2 separate regions of the Macaca mulatta genome follow, and region 1 is linked to region 2. The links are chromatin contacts, called in public Hi-C maps. All regions are on one chromosome and are shown on one strand. Each heading gives the region's core, a stretch centred on a gene start, on an enhancer-like site or on the middle of the called end of the contact. The rest is flanking DNA. Distances are from core to core; before and after follow the strand shown. Region 1 overlaps LOC107000097. Region 2 holds the start of CREM (cAMP responsive element modulator).

Evidence for each region. A called contact is a pair of places that touch in the nucleus more often than the background predicts.
Region 1: a contact with region 2 is called in a Hi-C map of fetal cortical plate, with 2.1 times the contacts expected there. The contact joins the enhancer-like site here to the promoter of CREM in region 2. A contact is called at or near these places in 6 of 14 Hi-C or Micro-C datasets (CD4 T cells, blood, cortical neurons and 3 more).

The regions. Positions count from the first base shown.
Region 1 is chr9:36,624,006-36,630,367 of T2T-MMU8v2.0, reverse strand. LOC107000097 reads left to right here. Exons shown (of 5, transcript XR_013397995.1): 5 at 1-49. Among named protein-coding and RNA genes, the nearest start is that of CREM, 91 kb to the right of the region's middle. Within about 2 kb of position 5,092, at least 8 of the 40 cell types and tissues checked have an H3K27ac peak or open chromatin away from gene starts, as enhancers often do. A contact at or near this core is called in cortical neurons and fetal cortical plate, where this site is marked.
Region 2 is chr9:36,534,291-36,540,558 of T2T-MMU8v2.0, reverse strand. CREM (cAMP responsive element modulator) reads right to left here and starts at 4,557. Exons shown (of 4, transcript XM_077946243.1): 1 at 4,453-4,557.

The DNA.
Region 1 (6,362 bases), core at 3,843-6,342, 89 kb before region 2:
TGGTTATGTGAGGAAAAGGCTAATAAAAAAAAAATTCTGGCTGACCAAAGAAGTATGCATGTGTGTGTATTTATTTTTAAATTAATATTGAGATGGATTAATGTTCTAAAATTTGGACTTTTTAACATTATCTTATTCATAATATCATATATCAAAAGTCTCTGAATAGAAACTGTTCAAAGGCATCTAATCTAATAATCATTACCATGTCACTAATCTAACCTCTAAGCAATTGCTAAATGCCATCAGTACCTTCATCTCCGATTACATTTTCATGATATTTCAAGCTACAATAACAAAACAGATGCTGATCTCGGCATTACTAAGCAACAGGATATGTATACTTTTTAGAGTATGAAAATATCACTGCTCTCCCACAGTCAATGATACTTATTTACCAAGAACTGTCAAAAACTTCTAGTGATATGGTTATGCTCATCCAATTCCCATGAGGCCAACACTGTGATCACAGGTTACAATAAAAACTAAAATGCCACCCACAGCCATGTCTGAGTGATACGTAAAATGCTTTGACTCTTTTCCACTATGTCCTTTTTTTTTTTTTTTTTGAGACAGAGCCTCATTCTGTCACCGAGGCTGGAGTGCAGTGGCGCAATCTCCACTCACTGCAAGTAATTCTTCTGCTTCAGCTTCCCCAGTAGCTGGAACTACAAGCGCGTGCCAACACACCCAGTTAATTTTTGTATTTTTATTAGAGATGGGTTTTTGCCATGTTGGCCAGGCTGGTCTCGAACTCCTAACCTCAAGTGATCCACCCGGCTCGGCCTCCCAAAGTGCTGGGATTATAGATGTAAGCCACCGCGCCTGGCCTCATTTTCCACTACGTTCTAACCACCTAAAGTAACCATCATATGCAGTTAAAGCAAAACTGGTAATTTTACTGAGAAAAGATGGATTCATTTTAAAGTCACTCACTTGCGAAAACTTTGTGGCCTGGAAGTAATGTCTAAAGTTCTTATGTCAAATAATTCAGTCTATTTGCAAGTAACTGTGTACTCTTAGAGAAAAATCTTTAAGTTAGATTCCCAAACCTTGTCAAATTATTGCCCCTTCCCCACAGTTAACCCAAGACTCCCCAGAGTTACTCTGAATATAATTTACCAAATTAGATCAGAAAAAACTGCCCTTACTCCCTTGCCCCATAGGGCTTGGCATACACTTGGAGAGTCCCTTGCAGAAAAGAAATACCACCCATTGAGTTTTGAAATGTTCATGGACTGTTTCCAAGAAAATAAGCCGCTTGGAAGTCACACATACACTAGGTGGCGCTGTGGCTGTGACATTAAACAGTCTTTGTGCTGGGCAAATGCTGGGTAAGAGCACACATAACTTAAAGGAAAATTAGGCCCAACCCCAGATCATACAGTTCAGTGTCCTCCAACACTAGAGTGCTTCAGAAACATGCCAGGAACTTGAGCCTGGCGTGGTGGTGGCACATGCCTGTGGTCCCAGCTATTCCGGGGGCTGAGGCAGGAGGATTGCTTCAGCCCAGGAGGTGGAGGCTGAGGTGATCTGTGATTGTGTCGCTGCACTCCAGCCTCGGCAACAGAGCAAGACCCTGTCTCAAAAACAAACAAACAAACAAACATGCAAGGAACTGGTTAAAAATACAAATACCCAGACCTACTGAATGAAAATTCCAGAGGTATGGGACACAAAACAGAAGACGCAGATGGGCACACTCATGCTATCCTCTCCCGGGACAGCCCACTTTCATCCACAGCCCCCTTATTTGGGCTTCTTACCTCCTCAAAAGTCTATCAGTAGTGGCTGGGCGCAGTGGCTCATGTCTGTAATCCCAGCACTTTGGGAGGCCAAGGCGGGTGCATCACCTGAGGTCAGGAGTTCGAGACCAGCCTGGACAATATGGTGAAACCCCATCTCTACTAAAAATACAAAAATTAGCTGGGTGTGGTGGTGTGCGCCTGTAGTCCCAGCTACTCGTGAGGCTGAGGCAGCAGGATCACTTGAACGCAAGAGGCAAAGGTTGCAGTGAGCTGAGATTGCACTACTGCACTCCAGCCTGGGCGACACAGTGAGATTCTGTCTCAAAAAAGAAAAAAAGAAAGAAAAAAAAGAGTGTGTCAATCGTGAACTGTGTTTTAAAAGGTAAGAATTTAAAAGTTCGTTCCTAAGTCAAGCCTGACACTGGTCTGATGTAAGTTAGCGCTTCTGAGAGCTCCACGAACGTTGAAAGCAAGAGCTCTCATATACCTTGTTAACAGCCATTTGTCCTAGAAAATGACTGAACCACAAGTCAAGCATCCTTCATAAAGTGAGGTGGCTGAGATAGATCTGGCAGAGTCCCTGTGTCCTGCAGCTGTCACAGAGACCAGCTGGACTTTTGCATAGTAAGTGATGGGGTTTTTCCTTCCAGCTTCCGTCCATTCAAACCACAGGGACAAATCCTTCCTCAGAAAGCTATGCTGCACAAAAGCTGGCTGAAAATCCAGTTTATAGAAAAATAGAGGCATCACAGTAATATAAAGATTATCACACTAGTTCAGAGATCTGAGTATTTCTAGTCTATTGTCAATAGCTGGCAATATTTAAGTAAATCAGCCTGAAATTTGGTTTTCTTGTCTATAAAATGAAAGGAGTAAATTACACCTGTTGGTCAGGCTCAGTGATTCATGCCTGTAACCCCAGCACTTTGGGAGGCCGAGGCAGGTGGATTACTTGAGCCTAGGAGTTAAAGAACAGCCCGGGCAACACGGCGAAACCCCGTCTCTACAAAAAACACAAAAATTAGCCGAGCGTAGTGGCTCGTGCCTGTAGTTCTAGCTCCTGGGGAGGCTGAGGTGGGAGAATCGCTTGAGCCTGGGAGGCGGAGGTTGCAGTGAGCCAAGATCGTACCACTGCACTTCAGCCTGGGTGACACAGTGTGAGACCCTGTCTCAAAAAAATAAATAAATAAAAATAAAAAAATTACACCGGCGAGACCTCTTTTAGCTGTGATTCTATTTCAATAAGCGTAACTGTGACTTTGCTGTTCCAATAGCTAGCCAGACCTTAGTCCTTAAACTGTAAAGTCATTTTTTTCCTGATCAGCATCAGGGATTTGAAAAACCAGAGAGAAGTGAAAATGTGCTTTTGTGCATTTGAACAGGAAGGTCTGGGTGTTCCCACACACAGCCACTCAGAACCACAGAGCTCTCTCCGCAGCCACCACCTGCTTGAGTCATTGCCAGCAAGTGTTTCTTATCACTTTCCTGCCTTTGGGTCCAGACTGGGTGAGAGCCACCAGGGCAGAGGCTCCCTGTCCTGGTTCTGCGCTTGGTCCTGAGCCATGTGACCTTTGGCAAGCTACTGAATTTCTCCAGCCTTGCTTCTTCATCTGCAAAATGAGAGCTGTTAGGAGAATAAAATGTGGAAGCCCCTAGGCGCAGGGTGAGCACTCTGTACACAGTAGCTGTTATTCTTGACTGCCATGACTGCGTGGCTGTAGCATCCATGGAGCTACATACCCAGCTGGAAGAAAGCAAGCCCAGGACGGTGCTGGTAATGTCAGGGTTGCCACAGCCCTAGGTCCCAAAGCTGCCCTCTCTCCTTCCGGACTTCTTACAAAGGCAGCCTCACTTGTTGACTTGAAGGAGTAAATGAACATGCTGACTCCCATGTCGCTTTCTGGAAACTCCGCATCACATAGCCCTGAAGATGGGACAATTTAAGGATATAGGCAACATGATCAATGAATCATGTATATATTATAGCTGGGACTATAGGTGCACACCACCATGCCCAACTAATTTGCTTAATGTTTTGTTTGTTTGTTTTTTGTGGAGACAGAGTCCCACCATGTTGTCCAGGCTGGTCTTTAATTCCTAGCTTCAGGCAATCCTCCTGCCCTAGTCTCCTAAGGTGCTGGGATTATAGGCGTGTGCCACCATGCCCAGCCAAGAAAATGGATTTATATAGAAAAACCTGCCCACAAACCATAAAGATTAAAATATACCATGCTTGAGTAGTTCAGAATCAAGTCTATGTCTTTAAAATGCTCTTAGAAAAGGTGAAGCATGGCCAGGCACGGTTGCTCACGCCTGTAATCCCAGCACTTTGGGAGGCCAAGGCGGGTGGATCATCTGAGGTCAGGAGTTCCAGACCAGCCTGGCCAACATGGCAAAACCCTGTTTCTACTAAAAATACAAAAATTAGATGGGCATGGCGGCGCACACCTGTAATCCCAGCTACTCGGGAGGCTGAGGCAGGAGAATCACTTGCACCCAGGGGGCAGAGATTGCAGTGAGCCAAGATCATGCCACTGCACTCCAGCCTGACACATCTGAGCTTCTGAGAACCACGGTATACTACCATAGGAGTCACTGCATTATGGCCAGCCAACTGGCAACAGCTCTGCCTGCCTCACACGTCAAAGCGGGCTAATTATTTTTGGTGTAGACTAGAACAATCAAGTTGGTTTCACAAATCATATTTTTTAAAGTTGTACTGTTAGGCACATGGGAAACAGCATGTTTTGGACATAAACATATATGAAGAAAACTGAGAAGTGTGGTTGAACAAGGAATGAGGCATCTGGCACTGAAATAGCCGCCATTCATGCACAGTATGTTGCTGATGTCCATGTTCTCAGTTTCAGGCATGCCTCATGGTCACACATGTTTAAATACTAGAAGGAGTTCATTTCCTTAATGTTCCCATCTCACATGACTTAGCGTTATGAAGTACCTAGTTAGATAGGACAGAGAAGGTATGCAGTCCCCTAAACCTGGAGCAGTAATTTCTATACCCAGCAGTCCAGATTCTGAAACTTTTAGGATTCAAAGAAAGACACACACAGTGAGAACTCTGGATCCCGAGTGCAAGGGTGTGGGGAGCGCTGTGGATCCCGCACGCACGGGTGTGTGAGATGTGCAACGTTCCCCCCTGCAAAGCTTCCCCTACTGCTGGTTCTGTTGAGGGAGAGGTCGTAGGCAGTATCTGCTGTAAGGCTGAAAGCACTGCTGTCAAATGGTGCTATTTTGGTAGCAGAAGCTTGGTTTCAGGGATACATTTCATGAACAAGAATAAGAGTTCCCGTGCATGTCTGGGAGCGTGGCTCAAGCCCCAGCCTCTCACAAGCTGTTCCTCACTTCTTGAACAGGGTAAGCGCTCACTCAGTCCCAGCGCCAGACGTCCCCAGTGTCTACACGCCATTCTTCCAGAAGCCCAGTTTTATTCGACATTGATGGCCATATGCTTCCCCAGAGCCTGGAAGCTCCCCAACCCTAGGGGCGGAATCATCATGAGCAACCCAGTGCCTTTCAGCCCAGTCTTTGGGCTGGGAGGTGGAGGTTGCAGCGAGCCGACATCACACCATTGCACTCCAGCCTGGGTGACAGAGTGAGACTCAGTCTCAAAAAAACAACAAAAAAAACAACCAAAAAAAAAGTACTCTCCAAAAAGGGTGTTGTCTTTCCCATTTCTGATGCCTGGGACTGTGGCAGCAGTATTAGGTCAGGGGTACCAGCAGGTAGAGGGAAAAGAATGAGGAGGCAGGGTCTGGTCGTGATGACATTGTTATCACCAAATTAGCAAGCCTGGAATTTCTTACCACTGGACTTCTTGTTTTGCAAGGTAGTATATTTCCTTATTGCTTAAACCACTGGGTTTGGGAAGGGGGACTTCTGTTGCTGGTGGTCCCAAGAAATTGGATAGAGTCCCTTTCCTCTGAAATAATATAACCTCTTTTACAGACTGGAGTACACACATGCACGCGCACACATTCATTCTGTCTTCCCCAATTTTCAAATGAAACTACCTCTTGGGTGAGAACTAACTTGGCTTCCCTCGTCCTCCAGACCCAAGCCCCTTGGAGCAGTGTGTGTGCTCTGTATTCCCTAAGTACCAACCCCATGCCCCAGCACTGTCAATCACTTCAAGGCCCAGTTCAAAATCCACTTACCACATGAAGTCTCCTATTTAACCCCCAGCTGCATCTTTCTAGAATTCTAACATGTAGCGTGCATCATCTCCAACTTTGTACATCTTGCCTGCTGATCCTCGTGTCCCCTCTGTGTGTCCATCCACCCCAGCCACACCGTTGATGTACAGCGACTGACTGGGCAGATGAGTGAGTACAAGGCCCTACTGTCCTGCATCTGAAACCTGGAGTTTTCCTTTCCTTTTTCTTCCTTGTCTTCTTTCCTCATCTTCTCTGTAGAAGAGAAGACAAAAACTGAGATAAAAGAAATTCAGGCCGGGTGCAGTGGCTCACATCTGTAATTCCAGCACTTTGGGAGGCCAAGGCAGGTGGATCACTTGAGGCCAGGAGTTTGAACCCAGCCTGGCCATCGTGGTGAAATCTCATCTCTACTAAAAATAGAAAAATTAGCTGGGTGTAG
Region 2 (6,268 bases), core at 3,308-5,807:
TGTGAAATTCTCAAGGAAAATATTAGCATTACATTAGCTCCACTCTTAAACGTTCACAGGATTTTACTAATATCTTGACATTTAATTGGCCTGGTTATACTACTGTTTAGAAAACATGCACAAAGATACTTCTCATTTGTGGAGAACTGATGAGGCTTCAAAAAAGTCTAACAAGAGGATGAGTTGCTAGTAAGGTTTTCTTAGAGGTAAGCATCCTTCCTGACCAATGAGATAGTTATTTAAGCAGTCTTTAAGCAAAACTACCATACAGTTTTGTAGCCTATGCATTTCCTCTACTTACAAAAACTACTTCACACACATGTTGCCAGTAATTTCCTCTATCACTCCTAGGAAGGCCTGTCATGAAATGTGCAAATAGATATCATTTTACTTTGTAAACCTTACTATAACTGAACTACAGTTATGCTTCACTTAATAATGGGGATACGTTCTTAGAAATATTAGGCAACTTCATTCTGCGAACGTTATAAACTGCTCTTAAACAAACCAAGATGGCGTAACCGACTACACACTTATGCCAAATGGGATAGCCTGTTGCTCCTAGGCTACAAAACCTGTACAGCATGTTACTGTACTATATACTGCAGGTGATCAGAACACAGTGGAATGTATTTGTGTGTCGAAACATACCTAAACATAGAAAAGGTAATACTCTGCCCTCTGACATTAGGACAGCTAGGACATCACTAAGTGACAGGAATTCTTCAGCTCCATTATAATCTTAACGGACATATATATGGTCCATCATTGATCAAAACATCATTATTCAGTGCACTAAGATTTAAGGCATTTTCATAAGTAATATTAACAGAAATTTCCACTAATGATATCCTTAGGTTTTCTTCTTTGTTCTTGCTTATTCTCTACTGGATATACAGTATCAGAAAATGAAAACCTATGAGTAAAAGCATTTATTCTTAACAACAGCAGTCTTTATTGTGGAGCTCCCATTGCAAAAGGTATTTAAAATGTATTGTCGGCCGGGCGCGGTGGCTCAAGCCTGTAATCCTAGCACTTTGGGAGGCCGAGACGGGCGGATCACGAGGTCAGGAGATCGAGACCATCCTGGCTAACATGGTGAAACCCCGTCTCTACTAAAAATACAAAAAAATTAGCTGGGCGTGGTGGTAGGCACCTGTAGTCCAAGCTACTCAGGAGGCTGAGGCAGGAGAATGGCGTGAACCCAGGGGGGTGGAGCTTGCAGTGAGCCGAGAACGCGCTACTGCACTCCAGCCTGGGGCACAGAGCAAGACTCAGTCTCAAAAATAAATAAATAAATAAATAAAAATAAAATGTATTGTCTAAAAGGAGATTATTAACGTAATTATTTAAAATGTTCATTTCTACCTATTGCGTAATGAGATACATCTTTCCTAAAATGGGTGGTTTTTTGTTTGTTTGTTTTGTTTCTGAGACAGAGTTTCGCTCCTGTTGCCCAGGCTGGAGTGCAATGGCTTGATCTCGCCTCACTGCACCTTCTGCCTTCTGGGTTCAAGCGATTCTCCAGCCTTGCCAGCCTCAGCCTGCTGAGTAGCTGGAATTACAGGCATGGGCCACCATGCCCAGCTAATTTTGTATTTTTAATAGAGACAGGGTTTCTCCATGTTGGTTAGGCTGGTCTTGAACTCCCGACCTCAGGTGATCCGCCTGCCTCAGCCTCCCAAAATGCTGGGATTACAGGCATGAGCCTCCACACCCAGCCTAAAATGGGTATTTTTTTAAGTTCCTGTGTTGATGATATCAAAACTGTATTCAATGTACAATAATAATTCTTTTCAAAGCTGACTTTTACATACGGAATCCATCAGTTTACTTAAGTAGAAACAATAAAATTCGGCATTTCAGGCTTATTTCCTTATCAATGTTGATAAGGAAATATAAAAATACTGGTTCTAAAACTGCTCTAAAAAATAGCGTCTCTCAGTGGTTCAGCTATTACTTGCACTGCTCAGTTTTAAGAAGTCTGTCTAAAAGGAACAGGACATTTGAGAGCTCTTCAGTAGGACTATCCACTTCAACAATAAACCTAGCTCAATCTTCTGACCCAATACTTAATTTGCAGGGAATACAACTTGGGAGAAAATACAACTTCAGAAACATATCTCTATATTGGTAAAGATTCAGTCAGGATTCCTTATGTACGTTAATAATGCAAAACTTTTCCCTACTATTCATGAAATGGTCATAACCCTAAGCAAGATTTTGTATTTTGATTACGCAGTGACTCACCTGAGCATGAAACTGGAATACAGCCTATTAACTATGGATTCGAGAGTTTAAAATTCAGAAAGTAGGAGTAAATTTCATTAACTTTCACGGACAATGCAAAAACAAAAAGACTAAAAATAAAAATGTCCTCTGTATTTACGCATTAAATAAAAATTTATTCATATACTGTCACCAAAATATGTACACAAACATCACCGTAATTACAACTTCACACTCACCAAAATGATTCCACATCCATCACCAACTCACTGGGAAAGTATGTGTTATATTCATCTATTTACAGATTCGCCAAAGTCGTGTGTATACTGACGATGCTTTAAGTGTTTACTCATTCAGGATCAAAACCATTTTAATATATTTGTTAAAGTTGTGTCGGGATCAATACATAGTTCTTTAAACATCAGTTTTAATACTTAGCATTTATTGGCCAAACATATTGCGTGCAAGCCTTCCTTTGGGAAAAAAATTACTTTAGATTGAAAGACTTTAAGACTACTATGACTTAGGAAGGGAAAGTTTGTTATCCAAAAACAGAATCAAGACTAAGAAAAAAAGGCAGGGTGCGATGGCTCACGCCTGTAATCCCAGCACTTTGTGAGGCCGAAGCGGGCGGATCACTAGGTCAGGAGATCGAGACCATCCTGGCTAACACAGTGAAATCCCGTCCCTACTAAAAATACAAAACATTAGCCAGGCGTGGTGGCGGGCGCCTGTAGTCTCAGCTACTCGGGAGGCTGAGGCAGGAGAATGGCATGAACCCAGGATGCGGAGCTTGCAGTGAGCCGAGATCGTGCCACTGCACTCCAGCCTGGGCGCCAGAGCATAGACCCTGTCTCAAAAAAAAAAAAAAAAAAAAAAAAAAAAAAAAAAAACCAGGAAAAAAACGTGGTGCTCAAAGCAAAAGCAAAACAAAACAGCGTGGTTTATTAATGTAATCTGATACAATGTTCATAGCGGACCTCTCACTGTTCAATCTAGGTTTTTGTGTCAAGGGAAAGGTGCACTCTCATCCGCCCGGCAAATTAAATAGAAAAGAAAACTGAGTCGCGTACATAAACCACACTGTTAAACGGGCTCTTTCAGTTTCAATGACACTTTGAGACTGGCCTTGTAAGTCACAATTTCTTAAAATGTGATTACAAACTGACAGCTGCTTCACTGAGCAGCATGCAGAAAACCCCTAAGTGATTTCAAACTCAGGTATCTGATATACAAATAAAACGCAACAGGATTAAGAAACATGTTGAGGCTGGGCGCGGTGGCTCACGCCTGTAATCCCAGCACTTTGGGAGGCCGAGGTGGGTGGAAAGTCAGGAGTTCGAGACCAGCCTGACCAACATGGTAAAAGCCCCAGCTCTACTAAAAATACAAAAATTAGCCAGGCGTGGTGCCGCATGCCTGTAATCCCAGCTACTCGGAAGGCTGAAGCAAGAGAATCGCTCGAACCCAGCAGGCAGACGCTGCAGTGAGCTGAGATCATGCCGCTCGCTGCATTCCAGCCTGGGTAACAGAGCAAAACTGTCTCAAAAAAAAAAAAAAAGAAGCATGTTTAATAATGTGTTTATTCCCCAAATTCAGCAGGCTCTGGAAACCTTACCAGATGGCCCTAAAAAGGTAAGACTCAGACAGAAGGGAAAATGCGCCATTCGAGAGCGGTCGCGGCTCTGCCCTTCCCTCTCCTGAGATTGCCCGCGCCCGGGACCGAATGACTCAGCTACGAGGCCCTCCGGCCGGGTTTTGGGAAAAACGGGCTGCGTTCGCTGAAGTTTGAACTGAGCTCGCAAAGTGGGGCAGAGGCGCTGTGGGCACTGAAATCCGAAGTCCTTACTTCTGGCTTCCTTTTCCTTTTCCGAGTTAAACCGCTCCCCTGAGCCGCAAGGCTCTCTCAGGGCGGATTTTCCAACTCGTCCCAAGTTCGCGAGGAGGCAGGCGGGTCCCGGGGCAGCTGAGCTGACCAAGCGGGCGTGGGCCGAGAAGGCAGCGGCCACGGGGGCGCCAAGCGAGGGGCCGCGTCAGGTGAACTCGCGGCTTCCCCGCCAAACCTCCGCCCGGCTCCGGGGTCCCGGCCCGCCACCCACGGCTCCGCTCGGCCTCCGCTGCTCCACCGCCCCCGGCTCCGCTCCGCCTCCTGCCTCCACCTCCGCCTCCTGCGCCGCGTCGCCGGCTGCTGGGTCTCGGGGCCGGGGCTGGCGCACCACTTACCCGCCGCAAAGGGATTTACGTAGCGGACCTCGTCACTGATTACGGACGCGAGGAGGTGGAGACGGCGAGCCCGACCGCCGCTCAGCAGCGGCGCCGCCGCCCAGCAACCCGGCGCCGGCAGCGGCCCCACGTAGTCCCCACGTCAGCTCTGATGCGGTAGCCGCGGCCTCCCTGCCGACCCCGGACCAAAAGTAGCGCTGCAGCCGACGGAACCGCGTCCTCCCGCCCCGCCCTCCCCTCCCCCACGCCGGGACGGCCTCCCGGGGGACGCCCCGAGGAAAAAATCCAGGCTCGAACTCCGCCCCCTGCCGGCCGCCAGCAGGAGTGAGGCGCCACAATCCAACAATGAAATGGAACGGGGGAGGGGCGGCGGGAAGGAGCGGATCAGGGGGCGGGGCCTAGGGGTGGGGAGAAGTAAGGTCAGGGGGCGGGGCCAAGAGGAGGAACTAGCCTGGAGGTGGGGCGGAAGGTAGGGGCCGGGGGAAGGCTGGAAATCGAAAGCTGGCCTTGCCGCGCCGCGCCGCGCGTGCGCCGGAAGTCCAATGATTTGTCAGCCAGAGTAACGGCTGTCGCCAGGTCCTCAGGGTCTCGAGGTTAGTTTCTTCCTAAAGCCGCCAACCCCAAGCCAAGATCCGCGAGCGTCTCACCTCTATCCAGGCCGGACTGCAGTGGTGTGATCTCGGCTCTGCAACGTCTATCTCCCCAGGCTCAAGTGATCCTCCCGCCTCAGCCTCCTGAGTAGCTGGGACTACGGGCGTGCTTCTTCTGACTTTTAAAAGCTGTCTACATGCCTTAACTAGAGGCCCTTTTCCTCTGTCTTCACAGCCAGTCACAGCTGGTTGAGTCCTTCTCCAAAGGAAGCTTGAGCTCCTGAGACAATTCACCTGCTTCTTAGGGTCGTTTCTTGCAGTTTATCCCAGTGTTTGGCTGGAAATGCTCCGCATGCCGGGCGCGCTGGCTCAGGCCTGTAATCCCAACACTTCGGGAGGCCAAGGTGGGAGGATCGCTTGAGCCCAGGAGACCAGCCTAGGGAACACAGTGAGACCCCATCTCTCTTTTTTTTTTTTTAAGATTAGAAAGGTCGGCCTGGGGCTCACGCCTGTAATCCCAGCATTTTGGGAGGCAGACATGGGCAGATCACTTGAGGTCAGGAGCAGCCTGGCCAACATGGTGAAACCCCATCTCTACTAAAAATACAAAAATTAGCCGGGAGTGGTGGCAGACACCTGTAGTCCCAGCTGCTTGGGAGGCTAAGGCAAGAGAATCGCTTGAACCTGGGAGGTCAAGGCTGCAGTGAGCTGAGAGATCGTTCCACTGCACTCCAGCCTGGGTGACAGAGCAAGGCTCCATCTCAAAAAAAAAAAAAAAATTAATGAGATGTCAGGAATAAAGAATAGCAGCATGGTTATAGAGTACAGTAGGTCATCACTTAACGATAGGTTCTTAGAAACCATGATTTTTAGCCTAACAACTTACAGCAGGTCCACAAAAAAACATTTCATTCAATGTTGTCTTCATTTCATTATAATATTGATGACAAAAATCGGTTTCATTGTACATTGTTTAACTGAAAACGAGTTTCTAAGAAGCTATTGACAATGTTAAGTGAGGATTTATTGTATTCTTTCATATCAGTTACTGTAGTGTCAGTGTTTTCATAATTTTCACTGAGCAGGACCTAATCTAAATCCAATCTGAACCTTTGTTCAAATCTAATTTTCATAGGTCAAAGGGAATTGTGTCCACAACAATTGTCTGTGTAACAGAAGTTCATATGAATCAAAAAAAATCAAAGGAACGGCAATTTCTTATTTGC